Regions from separate parts of the Triticum aestivum genome. Here region 2 is linked to region 1. Evidence: chromatin contacts called from public Hi-C data. All regions are on one chromosome and are shown on one strand. The core of a region is the stretch at or near the end of the contact, and the rest is flanking DNA. Distances in the headings are between cores, read along the strand shown.

Evidence for each region. A called contact is a pair of places that touch in the nucleus more often than the background predicts.
Region 2: a Hi-C map of leaf shows a contact between it and region 1, with 3 times the contacts expected there. The contact joins the promoter of LOC123159018 here to the promoter of LOC123157389 in region 1. A contact is called at or near these places in 2 of 5 Hi-C or Micro-C datasets (both in leaf).

What each region holds. Positions count from the first base shown.
Region 1 is chr7B:89,317,186-89,321,702 of IWGSC CS RefSeq v2.1, forward strand. It overlaps LOC123157389, which reads right to left and starts at 2,202. Exons shown (of 7, transcript XM_044575666.1): 1 at 1,817-2,202; 2 at 533-590. The coding sequence starts at 1,995.
Region 2 is chr7B:89,656,307-89,660,823 of IWGSC CS RefSeq v2.1, forward strand. It overlaps LOC123159018, which reads left to right and starts at 1,819. Exons shown (of 1, transcript XM_044576820.1): 1 at 1,819-2,558. The coding sequence starts at 1,888. The coding sequence ends at 2,262. It also overlaps the pseudogene LOC123157709.

The DNA.
Region 1 (4,517 bases), core at 952-3,451:
CGTATTAGGTATTAGCACGAAAATTAACCCATTGATTCTTACGTGAGCCATCGCACAGAGGTAACTGAAAGAAAACGGTGGAGCATGCACGATCTCCTTTGTCCCACTCTTTGTTGACCGATCCAATCTCAAACGATGAAAGGTAACCGCACTAGATGCTCGTACGTGCTTTCTTTTTTTTCCACAAAAGTAGCTAATCGTTGGTGAGGCTGTAACTGTGCGTCCTATATTATGGAATTGCATGCAGAATTTAATACGCCCAAGATTTTGGGAAGCAGGGAGTACAAAATAGTGTCAGTGCTGGAGTAGGCTAAATACAATATGATCATTGACTAAAACAACAAGGAACAAAGTTACTTACTCCCTCCGACCGGAAATACTTGTCGAAGAAATGGATGTATATATACATTTCTCCGACAAGTATTTCCGGGCGGAGGGAGTATTATTTTCTTCATTTGAACAATAGAGTTGTTAATGCTTACTATACAACATGGTATTTGTGGAGTACAACAACCAAGAAAAAAAGATGTACCTTTGCCAGCTCACTAATAACACCACATGCCAATGTTGCTGCTTTCTCAGAGAGATACCTGGAAGAAGAAAAGAATCAGTATAGTGCCATTAGGTGTAAATAGGAACCTAAGGGTGCAGACTGCAGAAGACCCCATATGCAAGTTTACACCATAGCCCTTCAAGTATAAGATAAGTAGATAACTGAAGCACGATGCAAGGAACTCCATTGCTAGTGACCTAGTGTTACAATGGTACTCACTCAAGTGTCATTTTAGGTGAAATACCCTGCTGAATGAAGCCTATAGCTCTACCAGCAACAGATGATGCTGATGAAGACCCTCTACCTCCAGCAACATCTGATTTGATGCACTTAATTTGCTAATGCTATTCAATAAAATTACTCTGAGGTCTCTGCACAAACTACATAAATGACTACCAAGCTTGCAGATGCACAAACTGTGTTCAGGCAACAAAACTCTGGATGGATGTACCAAACATTCTTAACATATTGAAGCAATCCATATGTTATTTTAGCTCCTTTTGCTAGTTCAACATACTAGTAGTTTCAGAAGGTTCAATATTCTTGTGTTTCATTTTACTTACTACTAAAATTGATACCTTCAATTTTTCGCATCCTCAATTGCACAAAAATCCAAGTACCACAATGCAAAACCTTCCATTATCCTCCAATAAATATAGCTTTACCAAATCTCAAAGCCTAACCAAACCCCAAACACACAAGATCGCTAAGACGCTAACCGCTCGCATGCTGCAGGTACGTAGGTATATTTACCAAAAAGCGCACAAAGCGACAAGATAAACCATGCAAAATATAGAAGAGTATAAATTGCACAGTTACAGAGATTCTCAAACTAAGAGAACTAGTAACATGCAGTGATGAATCGAGTGACCGATCGAACACTGCCCATCAACTAATCGAACTCCAGAGAAATTTTCATAACAAGCTAAACCTGAAGGATAAAGCCTCGTCCCCAATGATTCGGGTAGACACAAAATGAGCGACCAATCTCAAATCAAGCCTAACCGCAGCTACGAAATCAATGACCAATCCCAGAATCTCTAAAATTAAACCTAACCGCAGCTACAGCATCAGTGACCAATCTCAGAATCTCTAAAATTAAACTTAACCGCAGCTATGATTCCACTCCATGAGGCCGCAGAGCTACAGGCGGCCACTTCTACGAGCCCAGACGAGCAACAGATCTCCCGAATCAAGCAGCTAGCACAAGCGACAAGTAGCAGGGAGCGAGAGCGGGAGGATGGGGGAAGCAGCGCCACTCACAGCGATACGAGGTCGGGGTGGCAGACGAGGCAGCGCCAGCCGAGCGAGGCGTAGAGCTCGACGAACGGCCGCAGCTGCGCCTCGTCGCTCCACACCCACGCGAACACGACCACGACGCCCCTCGCCCCCGACGGCGGCGCTGGCGCCCAGTAGAAGCGGCCGCCGCAGCCGGGCCACATGGCCACCAGCCGCCGCGCCTCCCGCCCTACCTCGCCGGACGGACCTAGGCGGCGAATCGAGGCGGCGGCAGGTGGGGGAGGGAGGGTTTGCGCTGCTGTCTCGCTCGGAAGGGGGACTAGCGGAGACGGGACGGGAAGAGAAGATGGAGATGGAGATGGAGATCGGAAGGGAGGAGATGGGTCGCTTTGGCGTTTGGTTCGTCGCGGATTTGTTTATTTCTTTCTTTTTTGCGTTTCCGTGAACTTCTGCGCCTCCTTTTTTGCGGTTTCTGCACGAGTACGGGATTGGGTTTCTCGTCAGCGGGTTTGTTAAAGAAATGATTTTCGTGGTGATGGGTCAAAGCTATCCTACGCGGCTCGTATGATAAAGATGAGGAATGCGTACGTACCCCGTGCACGTATAGAAATACAATTCAATAATGTTTCATGTAGGAAGGCCTGTTGATTCTAAAAAAAAAAGTAAATAGTAGGGGGGCCTGTTTGAATGGAACCATGGGGGCTATATTTTCGGAGATTTTTCGTATCTAGCTTTTCCTTTGAAGATACTAGCACATATGTCTGTGCGTTGCAACGAAAGAAAATGATGAACACGAACATGAATCGATCAACCACATGCCTTGCATGAGCCAAGGCCACTAACCATCCTCGACTTTGATGGCGTGAAACTTACAGTTTTTATTATTCAAAAACTTACAGTTACTCTATTATGTGTAACCAACAGGCTACTCACATAACATGAAAAGAACAAATTTTGAGTCAAATTAAGGGCTGATCATCTAGGCATGGATGAGAACCCAGGTAAATATTCTTGTCTAATTGGTAGAGGATCTGCTTGTAGTTGAAGAAAATGGGCGAGTGGGCCCTGGAGGTGCCGATGATCAGGGACGGAGCCACGAAGCATACTAAAGAGGGACCAATGGAAAAGATAAAATGTTAAGAGGGACAAACATACAAATTTAGAACACTTTAAGCTAACAATCTAAGGGTCTCTTTGATTCAAAGGATTTCCGTAGGATCTTTGAAGGATTAGAATCTTTAGGAATTTTTCCTACGTCGATCGTTTGATTCGTAGGATTGAGTCCTGTAGGATTTTTTTCCTAAGGATTCATTTGTACTACATTTCACAGGAATTCTAACATCCACTCCAACCTCTTGGAAGAAATCCTTTGTTTTTCCCATGGAACAATCAAACAAACTCAAATCCTATAGGGATCCGCTGGACATGCCATTCCAATCCTACGTGTTTCCTATTCCTGTGTTTTTGCAGTCCTATGAATCAAAGAGGCCCTAAGGTTGTTTCAGAAAATAGATTGCCATGTGGCAGCCATGGCCCTAGCTCGCCCCCACTGGCTTCGTCACTGCCAATGATCCGCTCGTACGTGGCCTTCCGTAAGTCGGTGTGGCCCGTCCTTTGAGGCAGGACGCTATAACTAATCCACACAGCCACTCCTGGTTCACCGCCGCTTCTACTTTGCTCGTCGACGCAACGCTCGACCATGGCGCTCATGTCATTCCTGTTGGCGCAACTTCGACCTTGACTCACGGCTTACTGGGGGTGCTTTCCAGCGAAGTACACACACGTGTATGAAGCTAGGCTAAGTAGGCCGCCGGATCGTTTATTATAGAAAATGACAAATTCGAAGCGCATACTCATGCCAGATCGTACAACTTTTATGTTGTTTTGTATGGCCGATGCCTATGTTGACAAGAGTTGCTATATTTTGTCATGCAGAAATAGATGGAGTGGTACAAATAACATGCTTGTCATGTAATATTACCTAGATTTGAGTTGTGTGCATTCATGCTTGGCACATATCTAGCTCCTTGTTGTATCGTGTATGGATGCATTCATGACGTAAAGTTTGAAATCCGAGGTCCCTCACACAACAAAATTTGATCTATTTTTGATGTTTCACTTGTGTCACATATAAACCTTTTTCATCACGGAAAGCGCCCCCGTGATGTTTTCCGGCCGTCACCCCATCGTCACCGAAGCGCCGTCATGGCAAATAAAATTTTGACGATACCATTTTTTCGACACACACAATCACATTTCAGGTGACGAGCCAATAATGTCACCGATTGATGTTGTCATTGACGACCCAAAATGTCACCTATATGGCCCAATATGTCGCGTAAGATCATTTTGGCGACGATAATCCGTCACCGGTGATCGGACCGGAGGGTTGACCGGTCAAAGATTCAGACAGGTGGGGCTAGTAGTTGCCGACTTGGTTACTTCCATGTGGGTTTGTCATGAGTTTTATCGTCGACGGTCCTGTCAGTAATATGTTGGCCGTCAGTTTGACCGGACAACGATGCTGATATATGGGCTGGGCCCAGAAGATGCTAACGTGGCTGCTTACATGTGGGACCATGTGTTCTATTTCGGTGACGCTGTGTCCTCTAACCGGTCAATGATTCTGACATGTGGGCCCATTGTTGTGATGACGTGGATGCTGGCACGCAGGTCCATACGTGGGTGACATGGCTTCTTACGTGGGACCGTACGCTTGTGACAC
Region 2 (4,517 bases), core at 569-3,068, 340 kb after region 1:
CCCACCCCAAGTGACTCTTACGGTGGCTCGCGAATGGGACCTCCTATACGGTGCCTTTAGCGCTCACGTGCCACGCTGATGGGCCGGCCCAAGAATCCAAGCAAGCTGTTCTCAAACACATGAAAAATTAGTTTCTCAAAAAAAAAAGATTAGTGGGATTTGAACTACCCACCAGAGCGCTGATGGCTGCAGGTCATAAACACCAGGTCAAGCTCATTTCGTTGACTACACACTAGGAAATACTAGTATTATTTGACTGCTTTAGATAACTTATATACCTAGTATAAATTATTTTGAAAAGAAAGTATAAATTTGGAAAAGAATTCTAAAAAATAATGAAAACAACCACGAATTTGAAAAGAATGTTCATACAAATTGGAAAAAGTTTGTGGAAATGGAAAAAAAATCATTGGTACTAAAAAAGTTCAACAAATTTGAAAAAAAAGTTCATCAATTTTGGAAAACAATTTGTCGACTTCCAAAAAAGTTCATCAATTTTGAATTAATTTTTTTAAATAGTTCATCAAATTTGAAAAAAATCTCATGAATTTTGAAAATTTTCATGGTGTTTAGAAAAAATCTCATAAATTTTAAAATGTTCATTAGATTTGAAAAAAAAATCATCGAATAGAGAAAAGTTCATCGATTTATTAAAAAAAGTTAACCAAAATATTAAAATGTTGTTGATTTCGTAAAAAAGGTAATCGAATTTCAAAAAAAATCATCAATTTTTTTAAAAAGGTTTGATTTGAAAACAAATCATGAATTTTAAGAAAAGAAAAAAGGAAACAAAAATAGAAAAGAAAAAAAATGGAAAACGTAGGGGGGAGGGTGTTTTCTCTGCATAGAAAGGTGAAAAAAAGAAGTAGGTATTTAGAAGCGTCAAGGTGGCGTAGTAGTTAGTGTAGTCGACACTGAAGGGAGAGATCGCTGGTTCAATCCAGGGCGATCGCACTATTCGCACCTTTTTATGAGTCATAGAATGGGTCGGCCCAGATCTGAGGCGTAGTGTGCTCCGATTTGCAATTTGAACTGCAACCGGCGCCTGAAGCGCCAAATAGGGTTTTCCCTGATAAGTGCCACACGTGTTTCACGGAGGAATACATTTTTTAATGACAACTTTAGTTGTGAAGCATGGCAACTTTCTGTTTGGATGGCAAGTTTCAGTTTTTTTTGTTTTTTATTGTAATCTTAGTTATAATGGCGGGATGTTGCAATTTTTTCCTTCTACCCATGATGCAGAGGTGGCGGAACTGATGGCATGCCGGAGGGCTCTGCCGCTGGCGAATGAACTATATGTTCAGAGGATCATTCTCGAGATAAACTCACAAGTGGTGGAGAGAAAGCTCGTGAATGAAGAGAAGGACTTCTCGGCCAACGGGCAACTAGTGGAGGAGATAAAAGTGTTACTTGGATCATTTTCAGACTTTAGGGTTGCTTGGTTGCGACGCTTTGCAAATAATGTCGCACACGTCCTAGCTAGGGAGGGTTGCTTTAAATCTTTATGTAAAACTTGGCTCCATGTGTCTCCCGAGTGTGTTAGCTCGGAGATCATCTCTGAAGGGGCGTTAAACATTGAATAGAATGACAACTTTTTCCCCTAAAAGAAAAGTTATAAAAACGTTTGAACGGTGTTACTTCGTGCCACACATATGACACCTAAATGCATTCGAGGGCCCAGAAACTTCTTAGCGCCGCGACGAAGAGCCAGAAGGCCCAGAAGGGACTTATTCGGTCTCTTAGTTTGTGGATCACAGTGGTAAGGCCTACTGTCCGCGGCCCACTGGACTGCTAATATACAAAACAGAAATCATTTCTTGCCCTCTCCAGCGTCGCGCGACGATCCATCCACCGAAAGCCCACACGAAAGAACGAGCACGCGCGAGGATGGCGGGCACAACCACCACCGGCGGCGGCGGCGGGGGAGCGGCTCAGGGGGGTCGCCGGGCGCTGGGGCTGCTGGCGAGCGCGGCGAAGCGGAAGGACGGGTTCGTGCAGCTGCTGCTGATGTCGGGCATCCTCATGATGAGCCTGCGGTCCCTGAGCCAGAAGCACCGCGTCCGCGACCTCGCCAACGACGCCGCCGAGCTCAGCCTCGAGCAGGAGCACATCTCCCACCGCATGCGCGAGCTTCGGGACGAGCTCGACCGCGAGGCCGGCGCCGACCCCTCGGGCGCGTTCGCCTCCCACCTCCGACGCATCTTCGCCGCTCACCCTCCCACCCCCGCCGCCGCCCCCGCCCCCGCCACCGACGACCACTAGCTCCCTCGTCTCCGTTCAGATCGTGGCGGCGCGCCTTGTTCTTCGACGGCTTCGTCCCTGTTTACTCTTTGTGATCTCGGTTCTTGCCTTGTGTAGATGCTTCTGAACCATGGCCGTGCACGCCATGTGTTTGTGGAAATGCCGGGAAGGGGCTGCCGGATTGTATCGAACCGGAAACCACCCACATTTTGTTACCTACTCACAGCGCGCCACATTGTGCTGCACTTGGATGGATTAATTTTGCACTTTTCTCTATATATCAATAATTTTGTTGAGTTGGTTGTTGATGCTCTCTATATGCTTGAAGAATTAGATGCCACAGCCGGCTATGGTGATGCTGAAACAAAAGTAGAATCACGTAGGTGTCCAGTTGCATTCAAATTTCGTGGACTGCATTTGAATGCCATACGTGTACCTGGAGTTATATGGACTGATGGTGACTGATCCTGCTTGACTCAAGGTCACCACAAGAATGCCAGACTTAACTGCGCATTAGTTGCTCACCCCAAGTGTAACGCAGATGATGTCTAATGTCTGAAAGCCATAAAGAGCTCCGGGAAATACAGCACTGATAGCTTTCTCAAGAAAAGTTTTGAGAGTTGTGGCTCGTTCGTGTCACCGTCATGCCGAGTGAGGTTACCACCACTTAACCGCCGCTCGTTGCTCCCCAAACCTCAAATCCCCCGCTCCCATGGCCGAGTGCGCTCGCAAAAATCGAGAGCATTTTTTTGCATACCCATCTTGCAGTGCTGTGCCATGGTTTGAGCAATTGGGCACTGCTTGGTCAATTCACATTTGCCGGTCGAGCTTCTGGAAACCATCAGTTCTGAATCAGTAGTTATCTGACCTTCTCCGTTTGGGATTTGGCTTTGGGTGTTATCAGGTGAGGAAGCTACAGAAGGTGTTTGCGAGAGAGGAGAAGAGGCGGAAGGAGCTGCCGCTAGAGCCGAAGCAGAAAGCATCCTATGAGATACCGCAGAAGCTGCATGATTTGGGAGCAAACAGCAACACCACCGAACCGTAAGGTAGTATCGCCTTGCTCTGTTGACAACTTGGAATACTGATGCTAAGCTGGAATTGTCATCAGGTGCACTTGGAATGTTCGAGTGTTGCACTCTCATAGCCAGTATTAACACGTGGATTTTGTACCCCTCTGCGACATGTAGTCATTGGTTTGCATTGTTTTTGTGGATGGCGTGCTCGTGCATCTGGCCTAATCTGCCATTTGAATTACCAGGCGCTTTGTTGGCCGGGGCATGGGTCATCTCATGGTTCCAAATTCAGATGAGTTTGAAGTGTGCATTCGACACATCTGAGAAGCAGCACAATTTTCGGGTTAAAGAAATAACATAATTTGGCTTCTTCATTTTCCTTTTCCATTTGTAGCATTTGCATCTGTTCTACTCCCTTTACTAACTTCATATATAAGCAGCAGATTTTGACACAGCATTTGGATTTCTATCAGTGCAGCTTCTTTTTCATCTAGAGACTTCTTAGTTCTTACTATGCTCTATGAATTAACCCTTGGTCAGAAAATGATGACAGGATGGTGCCATGATCTGTCAACAATTCAGAAAAGTTAGGCGTCTTTTGATGTTGCTTCATATTGTCAACTGCTGCTGTCATTTCATTTTCTTGCGCAGTTTATATATATTGTCACGTATATAGCATTTACCAATTTATTTAGTTTTGGAAATGACTGAAGACGATTTGGATTTCTTCTGGAATGATTTTAAAAAATGATGTAAGAAATATTTGAGTGACTGCTTTTTGTACGTATTGATGTTGCAGAAGAAGGGATAGGATAAAGGTCCATCCGATTATGGTGGTGCTGCTATTCGATGGGGCTTAACACATCATAAAGAAAGTGCTGCTGATTGCTGTGAAGCTTGCATAGCCAAGAGGGCCCAGCCTGGAGCACTAAAATGCAATATATGGTTTATTATCCATCAGAGTATGGATGCCACTCATCTGATAAATATGAGCATAAGCATCAAGAGTGCTGGTTGAAACGGTATTACCCAGTCGATGTTTCTGTATATATTTAACCATTGGAACTCTAGTTTTGTCTTGTGCATCTCTGGTGATGTTTGTTCAGAAAATGGTACTGAGGCATCTTTCCTTGAAAGCACTTCAGCCTGATTTGTTTTGCATAATTGGTTCAAATTTCCGAGGCTTTTTTTTTCCTTTTCAACATTTAGAAATAGGAGAAAAAACTTCTACTCCTCGTTGAAGGTTATCCATATGAGATTGTA